Regions from separate parts of the Lactuca sativa genome. Here region 2 is linked to region 1. The links are chromatin contacts, called in public Hi-C maps. All regions are on one chromosome and are shown on one strand. Each heading gives the region's core, a stretch centred on a gene start, on an enhancer-like site or on the middle of the called end of the contact. The rest is flanking DNA. Distances are from core to core; before and after follow the strand shown. Region 1 holds the start of LOC111919640. Region 2 holds the start of LOC111919641 (cytochrome P450 714A1).

What was found. A called contact is a pair of places that touch in the nucleus more often than the background predicts.
Region 2: a contact with region 1 is called in a Hi-C map of seed, with 7 times the contacts expected there. The contact joins the promoter of LOC111919641 here to the promoter of LOC111919640 in region 1. A contact is called at or near these places in 3 of 4 Hi-C or Micro-C datasets (bud, leaf and seed).

The regions. Positions count from the first base shown.
Region 1 is chr8:15,689,287-15,697,148 of Lsat_Salinas_v11, forward strand. LOC111919640 reads right to left here and starts at 5,125. Exons shown (of 8, transcript XM_023915199.3): 1 at 4,393-5,125; 2 at 4,140-4,287; 3 at 3,904-4,054; 4 at 3,681-3,806; 5 at 3,531-3,611; 6 at 3,246-3,438; 7 at 2,889-3,159; 8 at 2,023-2,439. The coding sequence starts at 4,590. The coding sequence ends at 2,153.
Region 2 is chr8:15,898,846-15,905,710 of Lsat_Salinas_v11, forward strand. LOC111919641 (cytochrome P450 714A1) reads left to right here and starts at 2,082. Exons shown (of 5, transcript XM_023915202.3): 1 at 2,082-2,441; 2 at 5,982-6,208; 3 at 6,292-6,545; 4 at 6,634-6,865. The coding sequence starts at 2,132.

The sequences.
Region 1 (7,862 bases), core at 3,875-6,374:
TTTTCATCTTTTGACCTAGTTTGGGGGAAGACATGCATGTCTATAAATTTAGATTTTTATGAGCCTTTAGAGCCTCAAGAATCCCTTTGGAAAGTTTAAGCTGAAGGCATTATAGATCAAGAGCTTAATGCATTAACCTATCCAAGTGCATTAGCTACGACATGGCAAGCTTGGTGCCACGGCGTGGCAAATGAAGGCTCCGCGACTGACTTGCATGGACTCTGTCACGGTATGGCGAGATGCTTACCATGACATGGTAGTTGTTTATTATCGCGACTGATTATGGTTTTGTAGGAGGTGTCTAGCACCTGCTTTATGACCGTGAGAGCTCATTAGCTGTAAATTGTGTTGCGAGATGAGTTTTTTCGCTATACTATGTAGGATGCTAGTTGTCTTTGTGATACTTGCATGAAAGACCATATGAGTAGCCCATGACAATTGTATGAAATACCATGGGGATAGCCCATGACACTTGTATGTAAGACCGGTATTTGGATCTCGGCATTGCAAGGAAAGGCGATTGGGGTAGCCCATGACACTTGGATGTAATACCATGGGGTAGCCCATGACATTTCAGGGAAAAACCATGGGGGTAGCCTATGAAAAATGTATGTATGATATGTGGTATTTTGAGGAACTCGCTAAATTTTGTGCTTAAGGTTTATGTTTTAAATGTTTTCAGGTACTTTTAGTTCAAAAGGAAGGGCCCGATTTGATAGCACTGCATCCCCTGAAGATTATTTCCGCATTATCTATTTTGATTTACTCTGATGTTTCAGAGATACATTTTACTTTGATTGGTTTCGAACATATGTTTATGTGATTTCGGTGTTTTAAAAACAAAATTTTATTTGCATTTTTGAGACGTTTCATTTGCGTTTCAAAGAGCCATCACTTCGGTTGTTGGTCAAGAAATATCAACATACTTGGAAAGGAGAAACATTCTTAAGGGTCCTTCTATAGTCAATGAAGTATACTCTTAGGCTAAGAAATAAATAAGAAAATGATGTTGGTCAAAGTGGATTTAAATGACTCAATATCATGAGATTTCCTTGACTCCATCTTAATGCAAATGAGATTTGAAAATAAATGGTGTGGATGGGTAGAGGGTATTTTAAAAGAGTGGTAGAGCATTTGTGCTTGTTAACTGCTCTACTAAGGAATTCACTATTTCTAAAGGTATGAGACAATGTGATTATCTATCATCGTCTTTCCTCTTTATTCTTGCAAGGGAATGCTTGCATTAGAAGGCGACTATAGAGAAGATCTTTTTAGGGAATCAAATTACCAAATAACGGGTGTGTTTGATGTTACCTCATGTACGAAGATGACATTATATATTCATTAGTGATAGGTATGTTTCGAACATCCACAACTTGAAGAAAATTCTTAGATGTTTCCATCTTGCCTCCCATCTAAAGGTAAAATTCACAAAAACAAACTTTTAGGTTTTCAAGTCTTGAACACTTGCATCGATGGCCGATCTATGTAATTGTGATTTTGGCACCCTTACATTTACATACCTCGGTGTCCCTATCATGGCCAATATGAAGCTTTGTGAAAATTGGAACCCCATTGTGGAGCAATTAAAAGCTAAATTGAGCACATTGAAATCCAAAATTCTCTCGTTTGGTCATGGAATGACTCTAGTCATATCAGTACTTGGCAGCATTAGGCGGAATGTTTTGGAAAGTATTAGGCCGAATGTTTCTGTGGGGAGGAGATGGGTAAAAAAGGAAGATAAATTGGGCTGCATGGGAAAAAAAAACATTGGTCCAAAATCCATGGTCTTGGTATTATAGGCTGATTAAGGAATTTGAATCTCACCCTTCTAGCTAATGATAATTGTTTGATGTCAATGGAATCCAATCAAGGACCTAATGTATTGGAAGATTTTATTGAATTTGGCAATTTTGCCTTCATTGTGTCGTGTTTTTTACTATCGGCTTGGTGGGTGGTTAATTAGTTAAAGTTTTCTTGATTGGAGCTCTTCCCCTCTCCACTTAAAGTACTCTTTCCAAAAAAAACAACTAACAAAATTACAATTTCAAGTACAAATAATCAGAGATAATACAGTTGAGTTCTAAAACACACATACCATTCATTTTACACACTTGTTTTAACAATTTACCAAATTACGACCTTACCCTTTTCAGTTAGACCATACATGAACTAACCCAAGTCTATTTCCTGTATAAATCTCATTCCTTTCTTCGTCATAGAAAAGGGCAGTAATGTCCTCAAGAGCTTCTGCAACAGAACTCATAATCCTTGAAGCCCTAATTCTCTTCCTTGAAGTACATTTACAACTTCTGCCACTACCTCCATTAGAAATTACATTATTGCCACTGCAACTACACTCATCCAAAGGAACACCATTCTTTGCCTTCACCTTCGCAAGACATTTCCCCGTCAAAATGTTGCTGATATTTATCGAACCTGCTGCATTACCAGACCAGAATCGTCAGTAAAAACTTGTGATTAAATTACTGTTTTGCCCTTGTTCATAAAGTATTATCAGTTTAATCACTACAAACAAAAAAAAATGTTTAATTCGCTAAGTGGTTGTTTAATGATGAATGTCTGGATAAAGTGTTGTCTACAATCTGTTTCTTTTCTTGACCAAATCAAAAGTCCGAATGTGACTAAATGACCATTTTACCCTTACATTTCAACAACTTTTCACAATGTTCCATCAATTTTAAAGTGAGAGGAGTTTGGAGGAAATAAAAGGGTAAATAGATAAATGGTCAATGTCTGCATACATTAAACCAAGTTTCTAGCATAACCCATTAAGTCATTCTTTCAAGATTATGCCAAAAGGAAACAAACATGTATAGCTGTCCAGATTAAGTAAGTAGATAAGAAGGGCTTTTTTTGTAATTTACCATTTCCTTCTGTTAAAGGATCATCAGACTCGGTTTTACAATATGAAATGATAAGATCTTGATCACTTGTGATGTATATGTTGTTAGTGTTGCAATCTGGATGCCATAATAAATGATCTTCAAATGATGTCACAAGTTCCCCACGAAAATTCCATACAGCAACTGTTCGGTTTCTAAAAGTTAAAAATAATTGATTTTCATATAGAAATATGAATGCTGATGGAGTCATAAATTCTGTCCTGCTAACTTCCGTTAAATCAGAATTGCGTACCTAAAAGAAAAAAAGAAAATAAAGTTTTAGACTTTCAGTGTACTTTTAACATAAATGCAAGAAACTGCAATGAAAAAGTTTCTTACATCAAGAATCTGTAGATTCTCATTTTCTTGCTTCACAAGAAGCTTCTCATTGAACTGTTCAATGAAATCCACCTTCTTGTTTCGGTGAAGAAGATGATTGAAACATTTTAAAACAGTTCCATCTTCAATTGAGAGAATCTTGAGTGGGACATGACCACTGGCTTTATTATATATCAACAACATAATTCCAGGACTGTTTTTTTTTTAAATGGAAAAAAGAAATATCATTAACGCATACACATAAATTTTATAATTGGGTAAATATAGGAATAAGAATAACCTTACCTTATTTTGATTTCTTGTACATTTTTATCCGAAATGGAGTATAACATCGTGTAGTTTTTCAAATCAAACACCTTGTAAATGCTGGAAAAAAAGAAATTAATATAAATCAGATTATGCAAGAACACTTGGATCAAAATCTCCAAAACTTACCTATCTTGTGCTGAAAATGTCAACACCTTTCCATTCACATCATCAAATTCCACAAAACCAGGCCATTTCAAAGATTCAGATTCAAAAAGACCAAAACCAGCATCAGGTTGACCTCGTCGTATATATCTGCCACCAATTTTATAATTTTTTTTATATAAATAATAAATTTCACACATACTACAAAGTACAAAGCATAAGAACAGTGAGATTTCATTTAACATACTCGATTCTTGTTGTTCTGCATTTCAAGGAGCTAAAGCTGTCTGAAGCATAGACTGATACTGTAATGAGTGAATCATTGTTCTTATTGTAAAACAAGCTTCTTATAACTTCATCAGGACTGACGTTTAGAAAGCATATTCTCTGGTTAGTCTCTGAATCAAATATATAATAATAATGTGGTATTAGTCTTCACTCTTCAAGATTGAGTATTATAGAACTTCCAAATTATATTTATACCTCGACTGAACGCAGCACAGACTCCAGATTGTGCAAGAGCAAAGACTATATCACGAGCAGCAACAATCTCAATGATTTTTGAACGCTTTTTCAGAAACGGTAATACCATAGAGCAGTGTCCCTTTGGATCATGAGTATCATACTCCTCCTAGAAACGATATGATAATTGATACGATACCAAAAGAAAACCTAACTTTAAGCAGATAACTTAAGAATGAAAGTGCGAAATAGAAAACGCGTATGAGTTAAGAACCTGCAATCGAATGTTTCTGAACCTCTCTTGAGCATCGCACATCCTAAAAGCACGATCCCGCTTCGAGCAAATCTCTCTTCTCTGAAGCTTCTTAACGCTATTCACAAACCCATCAACACCACCACGGGGACGTTTCTTAGCAACCACCCGCCGACCATTACACGGCCTTGGACTCGCCGTGATTCTCCTTCCGTCCATCACTCTAAACTCTAAAGCGACACCCTTTCTTTCACCTCTACCGTACAACCACGCAAATTAAAACCCAAATTACTTGTGTATATGTATTTGACGGTCTGTATTAGGGAACACCGACAATCAAGATATAATTACAATCAAAATCCAAGATTTTGAAATAGAAAAATAAACCCTAAATCCCAGGACCCCGAGTAGAAATTATCAGGGATTTTGGATTGCTCGTGGTCCTGAGCAATTAAATTGCCCACGAAAACACCAAACAGAAAGTAAAATTATAATTGAAAAACTGATTATGTGTATATAGCCAAATTTTCTGTTTCTCCCTCCAGAGATATGAAAAGGGGAAGAATCGAAGCAGATTGGAAATGGTGGTGGGGTTTGAACTCAACGACAATATATTTAAAATTACAGAACTTCATAGGATTCTATAAAAGTATGGCATCCGAATTGAATTCCATATCGAAATTTTGAAACGGGGATTTTCGACAACACCTCTGCCATTTCAATTTCAAATGCTTACAAAAGCGATCATAAAATTTTGTAAAGGGAAAATGACTTAACTATTTCAATTGTCCATATATAGGTAATGTTCTTTTTTTTTACACATTAAGGTAACTAACTTGTTTTGTTTGTTCACATTTAGGTAATATGACCGGCTATCACCTGTTTTTGCTTATGTGGCATCCACCTGGCATTACGTTGCACCTACGTGGCATGGTGCATATATGGGAAAATGACTTATTAAGGTAACTAACTATTTCAATTGTCCATATATAGGTAATGTTCTTTTTTTTATACACATTAAGGTAACTAACTTGTTTTGTTTGTTCACATTTAGGTAATATGACCGACTATCACATGTTTTAGCTTATATGGTATCCACCTGGCATATGACATGAATACGTTACACCTACGTGGCATCCACCTGACATATGACCTGTTTTGTTTCTTCTTCCTCATCTTATTCTTCAAAACAACAAGATGAATTTCAAGTTGATCATCCATGTGATTGCGGCTTACCATCTCGTGTGAAGATTTCAAGAACTCCTGACAACCATGGAAGAAAATTTAGAGTTTGTCAAAACTCGATGGTAAATCAATATTGTTGAATATGTTCCAGGAGTTCTTGAAATCTTCACACGAGATGGTAAACCGCAATCGATGATCAGCTTGAAATTCATCTTGTCATTTTGAAGAATAAGATGAGGAAGAAGAAGCCATCATCGACCGATCTAGGGTTTAGAATTAGGGGTGGAATCGTATGACACGGTTATAGTGTAATCGAATGAAGACAATATATGCACCATGCCACGTAGGTGCAACGTATTCAAGTCATATGCCAGGTGGATGCCACATAAGCAAAAACATGTGATAGTCAGTCATATTACCTAAATGTGAACAAACAAAACAAGTTAGTTACCTTAATGTGTACAAAAAAAAGAACATTACCTATATATGGACAACTGAAATAGTTAGTTACCTTAATAAGTCATTTTCCCATATATGCACCATGCCACGTAGGTGCAACGTATTCAAGTCATATGCCAGGTGGATGCCACATAAGCAAAAACAGGTGATAGCCGGTCATATTACCTAAATGTGAACAAACAAAACAAGTTAGTTACCTTAATGTGTACAAAAAAAAGAACATTACCTATATATGGACAATTGAAATAGTTAGTTACCTTAATAAGTCATTTTCCCTTTTGTAAAACAAAACCGAAGAATTTAGACATATAAATGAGTTAAAATTATAAACTACATTATATTTTTACTTTTAATTGTTTAAACCTAATATATATATATATATATATATATATATATATATATATATATATATATATATAAAAGTTAAAATTATAAACTACATTATATTTTTACTTTTAATTGTTTAAACCTAATATATATATATATATATATATATATATATATATATATATATATATATATATATATATATATATAGGGAAGAGTTATATGGAAAATGAATGATTAGGGTAACACATATTTGAACCAATGAAAACATGACAACACATCACTTTCACAATAACTTCCACAATACATTACTTGTGAAGAAAAAAATGGACACGTGTCATTTGATTATTGGTTCCAGTAGATGTTGCCCTGGTTATTTGTTTTCCATAGAACTCATTCCTATATATATATATATATATATATATATATATATATATATATATATATATATATATATATATACTAGAAAATTTTGAGGCTCGTGCTAAGCACGACCCATGAATGGTATTTTTTATTTTTCCTGGAAAAACCATAAGATTATCCTGATAAACCATACTCAAAGTCTCAAACAAACACAATACATGTTAAATGCAACAAATAGCAATGAACTTTCATTGATAGTTTTTCATACTTGATTATTTTGATAAAAATAAAGGAACAATGATATTATTGGAAGCTCTCTTGATGAAGTACAAATGGGGAGATGTGCTCCTGGATGCCTCATATGGTAAAAAAAAATAATGGACCAACATGTTACTTCAACAAATAAAATATCAAATTTAACACTCAAGAAAATGGAACAAAGTAAATTTCTTTAGTGGCGTTGCTTTGATATGAAAATAACATATAAAGTGGAACACATAAATGTTCGCCTAATGGCCATTGGGATTATACCTGAAATACCCTTTCTAAAGTTGGTTTAAAATAGATTATCTCAGGTACATAGGTATGCCTTCATCATCTATTGTTTTAATTGTAATGAAATGACTCTACATTGGAAAAAACTACTCGTAACATCACAAGAAAACATATTTTCAAGATGCACATGATTTTGCTAAGGGTTAAATGTAGAAAATAGCAAAATGCTTGCATTTCATTGCTTATTATAGCATCATACTTTTATTTTTTCCTATAAAAGCATTGTATTTAAAAATCAATACATTCACTGCTATATTTTAATAGAATTTCAAAGTACAATGTCCAAATTAAATAAATAAAAGTACAATGTTGTAATTGGGTTCTCAAAGTACGATTTGTTAATAAGAAAAGAAAATAAGTACAATGTGGTAATAGAAAGAAATTAAAGTAAGTCTCTACAATAAACAAATAAATAAAAGTTTGTTGCTATTTGGTTGCATTATGCTCATTCAAAGTCAAGGACCCATATCAAAAATACCCATAGGAAGAAAGAAAACGTTTCAACAAATATTTGTACTTTATACTAATGAAAAAAATTTAAAAAAAATACAGAAAAATAAGGAAAAATAGATTACTCAACATCTATAGTTGTCTCTTCCAAG
Region 2 (6,865 bases), core at 832-3,331, 210 kb after region 1:
TTGGGTTCCAATTAAGTTGAATATTTTTATTTGGAGATTAAGATTAAATGGGCTTCCTACTCGAGCAAATCTTTCTCATAGGGGTATTTTGTTGGATTCGATCTTATGTCCAGTTTGTTCCACTATAGTTGAGTCCACTGATCATCTGTTTGTAGGATGTAGTGAGTTGATTAATCTTTGGACTCGAGTTGCCATTTGGTGGGGTGTTCAGCTTCCTCAACATCTATCCATGGATTCGATTTTGTTTGATCGAATTTATTCGATCAGAGAAGTTGCCAACGGAAAGTTTTCGACGCAATGATCAATGACTGCTTTATGGTGTATTTGGAATTTCCGTAATTCCATTATCTTTGGAACGGTGTTGCCTAAGAAATCGGTCATTTTTTATGATGTGGTCAATTTTTTTTTTTTTGTTTCCAATAGGTGTAACAAAACTAATATAGGTTGGACTTCGTGGTTTCATGATCATGCCTTTACTTGTAATTTGTTGTAATGTTTTTTTTTCTAGCTTCTTGCTAGTTTTTTTTAATAAATTTCCGCTATTCAAAAAAAAATTGTAATGGTTATGGTTTGATTTTGAACAATACCCGAATCAAATCGTCCGATACAAAACCCTATTAAAAATGTTGAAGAAAAGTTTTATGTAATTTTATTGTAATATAATACTAAATTTGATATTATATTATTTTTACGGTTGGAATAGATTCGAGACTAAAATGATGTAGAAAATGAATTTTGATGTTGGGTACTTGGCTTAAAGACGCCCAACCAACTCTCAACTCATATTATATTCCTTTAATTTTACTTAAAAGTCAAAAATAGCCCAAGTAACAATGACGATTTATGACAGTTGGCAAGTTAAGTGTTAAATGCTAGGAAACATAGTTTTGAATTTCTATATTTAGTAAAATATATACAATAAAAAATAGAAAACGTCATTGTTTATTTTACACCCAGCAATCTAAACTAACTACAATTTATTTTATTATTAATAAATTGTCATCAAATTAATTCGTCCTACCAACAACTTTTGGCAATATAAACATTTTGGGGGATATGATATCTCATCTATCTAAGTTCAAATGTGGTTATTGCCCTTTGTTCTTGTAGCCATCAAGCTTTGTTTGTGGTGACTTCAGATTTATTTGTGGTGATTTCAAGGACATGATATATGATGTATAATTTTATATTTATACGTGAGATTAATTGTGAAACAATAAGACATCCTTATTAAAGGAGACTGTTCTTTCAAAAAAGAGAAACATTTGCAAACATCATAACACTGTTATAGAAAACCTTTTATGGCTTCCTTGACAACCTCATAAAACATTAATACCTTCGATCCCCATACAAGAAGCTGAAAAAAGTTTCTATAAACAAAAGAGTAAATTACACGAATGGTCCCTATGATTTGGGGTAATATACGTGTTTGGTCACTAACTTATTTTTTTAACTCGGAAGGCCTCTACTGTTTCTTTTTCTTACGCGCTTGGTCCCTACTGTTTGTTTTTGTTACACGCTTGGTCCATGTCTTATCTAAAGAGACTATTATTTAAATAGAGAAAAATAATGAGGTAGGTAAGGTAAGGTGAGAGAGTGGAGTTGGGGGTGTGTTTATTTAAATAAATTAAAAAATCAAGGGAAAAATAGTCTTTTTAGATAAGACAGAAACCAAACACGTAACAAAAAAAAAACAGTAGGGACCTTCCAAGTTAAAAAAATAAGTTAGAGACCAAACATGTAAATTAACCCAAACCATAGGGACCATTCGTGTAATTTACTCTAAACAAAAAAGAATTCTAGTATATCTAATGGGGACCTCGATGCAATATATTTAAACTAGAGGAACCAAAGTTTAAACTAACAAAAGTACAAGGGGTATCAAAGTAAAAGACACATAATGACCCACAAGAAGAGTCTCACTGTTCAAGTATTATAAAACCATCCCTTTCTCCACACCCTAAACTCACAATTCACAGACCACGCACGAATCATCTACTTGTACATCATTCATAAACACTTGTACATATTTACGAACTAGAAAATTCCATTTCCACAATGCAGGCTGTTCTATTATAAGTAGTCCCTTCATCTCGTGAAGTGAACACGCAGTGGCTCCCATCAAATAAAAATGAAAACGCTTTCTTCTTCGTTGGTTCTTAATCTTCTTATTCATGTGGGGTTACCTGTAATTACCATTATAACCTTCTACTTCTTGAATATTATATGGATGAAACCGCAAAGACTAAGAAGAAAGCTCGAAAAGCAAGGAATCAGAGGGCCAAAACCGTCTTTTCCATATGGGAATGTGGGTGAGATGCAGAAGATTCAAGCGGCTGCAATCGCCATGAAAGCTTCAAAGTCAAGCGATGGAGATTTTGTAGGTGATGATTATACGTCTACTCTCTTCCCATACTTTGAACAATGGAGGAAGCAATACGGTATGTTATGCCTTATCACCACTTATTTTAATTCTTTATAAACTTGAATATTTGCAAAATTTGGGATACAATTGTTCTAGTTTTTTGGATTATGATGTTTTCTTTGGATGTATGCAATTATAATGGTTTTTTTAATCTAAAAAATAAAAACGATATGATGGTTACAATTGTTGATCATCCTAATTCTCATTGGCAATTTGGGAAAAGTTGGAACCGAATCTTTGTGGGTCTTTTATCTTGTTTATAGTTATTTTAATATTGTCAATGCTATATTTAAATAATTATAATTTTACTTTTATATAAATACATTTGTACGGATTGCCTGTTCTTTTTTTAAATACGGTTTCCATAAATATTAAGTTTATTAAATAAAAAGAGATGAAAGCAATAATTATTGCCATATTTTTTTACGAAGATAACAACCCATGCATACTTTTTGACGATATAATTATTATGATCAAGATATTAAACGAAGATTGTTGGAAAAAAGGTAAATAGAGCATAAATGTCAAAGAGTCTACTTAATAAGCTTGAAATTGTTAATGCAAAGCAATTTTTTTTATAGTTTTTTATAGTGAATATCATATCATACGATATAATAAAAGCTTGACAATAAGTCAATAACTTGTACGTCAATCTTTTGGAGAAAATTAAAAAATTTGATAAAAAGGTATAATATATAAATTAAAGTTTTAAATCTATAACGACTTTTAAGAAACACAAAACAACAATTTTTAAAACATAAAAAATCATAATATTCAAAAAAGTAAATTACAAACATTATAAAGAGGAATGCATGATAAACTTGAAAACTATCTTGTCTATGAAGATTGTTCGCGTGGGACATATGACGCGTGTAGTCACAATATGCATGTCACTATATACATATAAATTATTTTTATTATTTAAATAAAGAAATACCAATATATTCTCTATTCTGATCTGATTGGTTATATCTTTGCAAATCTTTGCAATTTCCAATTCTTTAAGATACAATGATTAATTATTTATTATTTAAAAATCACACTTTAGCATAGGATAAGATAGAGACGTTAAGTCAACACACCGTCTTTAATTTTTGTTCAAAAAGCTTGGTAAATAAATAAATAAATAAGCAATTGATCAAATTTCGCACAACTAGTGATAATATAATTTCTTTGAAAGAACTAAGACGACATTTTTTTTATTTGAATGTCAAATAACCTTTCATAGGTAGATAGAATAACACAACGTTATCTTTTATAATTCATCTAAATATCATATACGAACAAATATTTAATAGAACATATATTTCATCACCAACTTCGTTTTCTTTTTTCTAAGAAAAGATAATACTAGATTGGTACCCGTTGTATTTATCTTTTTCATGAAACCGATGTGTCAATGTTCCCCCAACGTCCTTTCTGATTCTTATTCAAATTTAAATAAAAATCAAGTGGGTCTAGAAACATCTTGTGTAAGTAATAATTAAGTGTTATAAATATTAATAGCTGTCATAATATATATTTACATTTATTTATACAAAAAAAAAAAAACGTTTGTAGATTAAACAATTATATACATAAGAGCCCACTGCATTGTCGCTATCTTGTTTTAAGAAGGATGAATTTAATAGATTTAATGTTACTATTGTAGTTTCCAAGGTACAAGTGAGCACAGCTAGGGTTAGGTACAAGTCCACTAAGCAGCGATAATGCTTGAGAATGAGAGGTTCTTTGAATTCAAATACGTACCCATAAATTTTGATATTATGAGCTGGATGGAATCATTAGTAGTGTTGTTGATATGAGATGTCGTTGTTTTCATTTTTTTGTCCTTTTAAGACAAAAATTGCACATTCTACGATTTCTATCCATGGAATGGGATGCAAATATGTATGTATAAAGTGAAAGAATTCGTTAGTCGGTTAACAGAGGTTTTGGAGTTAATATATATATATATATATATATATATATATATATATATATATATATATATATATATATATATATATATATATATATATATATATATATATATATATATATATATATATGGGCTTAGGGAATATGTGGCTGTTATGTACCTAATATTAGGTATAGAACCATCAATAACTACATAGTTTTAACAAAATGCAATCAAATCTCTTTACCATCTTTCTTATATTCACGATTAGGGTAGATGATAGACTCTGTACATATTTTTATGGAGGTTTAAATATTTTATTTTACACCACAAACCATGTATAAAAATACATTATCAATTACCTATAAATCTTCATATTCAAATTTAATATAGAAAATTATAGTGAAAAATTAAAATTGTTCATTAAAAACCCAATAAACTTCTTCTCATAACACATCAAAAAGGATCATGCAAGTATATATATGGTAGGTGTCAAAGAAAGCGATAAAGCCTACTAGAGGTCTAATAAAAACAACTCATTCAAAATACATAGATGTTGGAGATAAATTATGAAATCAGGAATAATATGAGCTTAAAAGTAATAAGAAGAAGCTAACAAAGAAAAAAAATTATGTTTTTTAATCAAAATGAATTCAATTTTGATGGTTCTATACCTAATATTATATACATGACAGCCATATATTCACTTTTCCCTATATATATATATATATATATATATATATATATATATATATATATATATATATACTAATAAAATAGTAGTCTTTTTGCCAAGTGTCATAATATTAGAACTCCTAGTTAATATGATGTCACTTGTCATTCTATTAATTCTCTATTTTAAATTCATTAAACCTCCTAATCAATGTGATATTATTTGTCAATCTATTTATTCTTTATTTTAAATTTTAAATTTTAAATTTTATATTATTGTTTTTATTAGTCCACAAATAAAAAGAGTCTAATATATATGATAAATTAATTCCACATATTTATTTGAATTAATAATTATAATTTTACATAACTAATAAAAAAATCTCTTAATTAATAATGTATTTAAAATTTTATATAAAATAATTGATTAATAATTTTGAATTTTTTACTATGAATATTTAATTAATTTTGTAACCGTGGTTTCCACGTGTTATAAACTAATATATATATATATATATATATATATATATATATATATATATATATATATATATATATATATATATATATATATATATATATATATATATATATATATATATGCTGACTGGATCACATCACAAAAATCCATTCAACTCATTACAAGGGGGTGCGTTGTTCCGATTTGGAAGTGAATTTCATTTTATTTTTTACCCAAAAAAAAAAGATAAAACCAAAACCCCCTTTTTTTCATCTTTTCCTGAATAAGTAATAACCCCAATGTGGGACCCCAAAATTCTCGGAATTTTATTTTTTATATATATGATGTAACTGTAATTTTTGGATCCACCGAAACAATCCCAAACCAGCATCTATAAGGTAGCTAGTTATCCAAGTGTTATCAATTCCAAAGAATTATAATTCTAGTGACATTATTTAACATATAAGTTAAGTTAATTACCATATTAGTGATGTCAAGTGTAAGTGTTTGAACTTTGAATGCAGGTTCAATATATACATACTCAACAGGGAATAAACAACACCTTTATATAAATGATCCAGAGCTTGTTAAAGAAATGAACCAGTCCATCACTCTTGGACTTGGTAAACCTTCTTACGTTACCAAAAGACTCTCTCCTCTCCTTGGCAATGGAATCCTCAGATCAAATGGCCATTTTTGGGTTCATCAAAGGAAAATTATTGCCCCTGAATTTTTCATGGATAAAGTCAAGGTACCTCCCTACTTTTCCCTACTCAATCTGTATCTGTATCTGTATCTGTTACCTTTTAACATATCTATGTGTTGACTGGTTAGGGTATGGTGGGGCTAATGTCGGAATCGGCTGAACCGCTTTTGAGGAAATGGGAAGCAGCTTGCATCGAAGGTGAAGGTAGTGGAATAGCCGATATAAGAGTAGATGATGATCTGAGGGCTGTTTCTGCAGATGTGATTTCAAGGGCTTGTTTTGGAAGCTCTTATACAAAAGGCAAAGAGATTTTCTCCAAGCTTAGGACCCTTCAGAAAACTATCTCATCTAAAGGCATGCTCTTTGGCCTTCCTACTTATGGGTAAGCTAGCTGCGAAAAAAGTAAAACTTTTTTTACATCAAACTGATGGATGAATATTGAATAACAAGTTAATTATTATATGATACAGACTGAGGAAAGATGTAAAGAGCTTAGAAAAAGAGATAGATTCATTGATATGGGAAGCTGTATGCGAAAGAAAATGTCAACAAACACCATTGTTGAAGAAAGATCTTCTGCAAATGATCCTGGAAGAAGCCATGGATCATTTCGCCAGCAAAGACGAAAGCAAACATTTCATCGTCGATAACTGTAAGAATATTTACTTCGCCGGACACGAATCGACGAGTGTCGCTGCATCA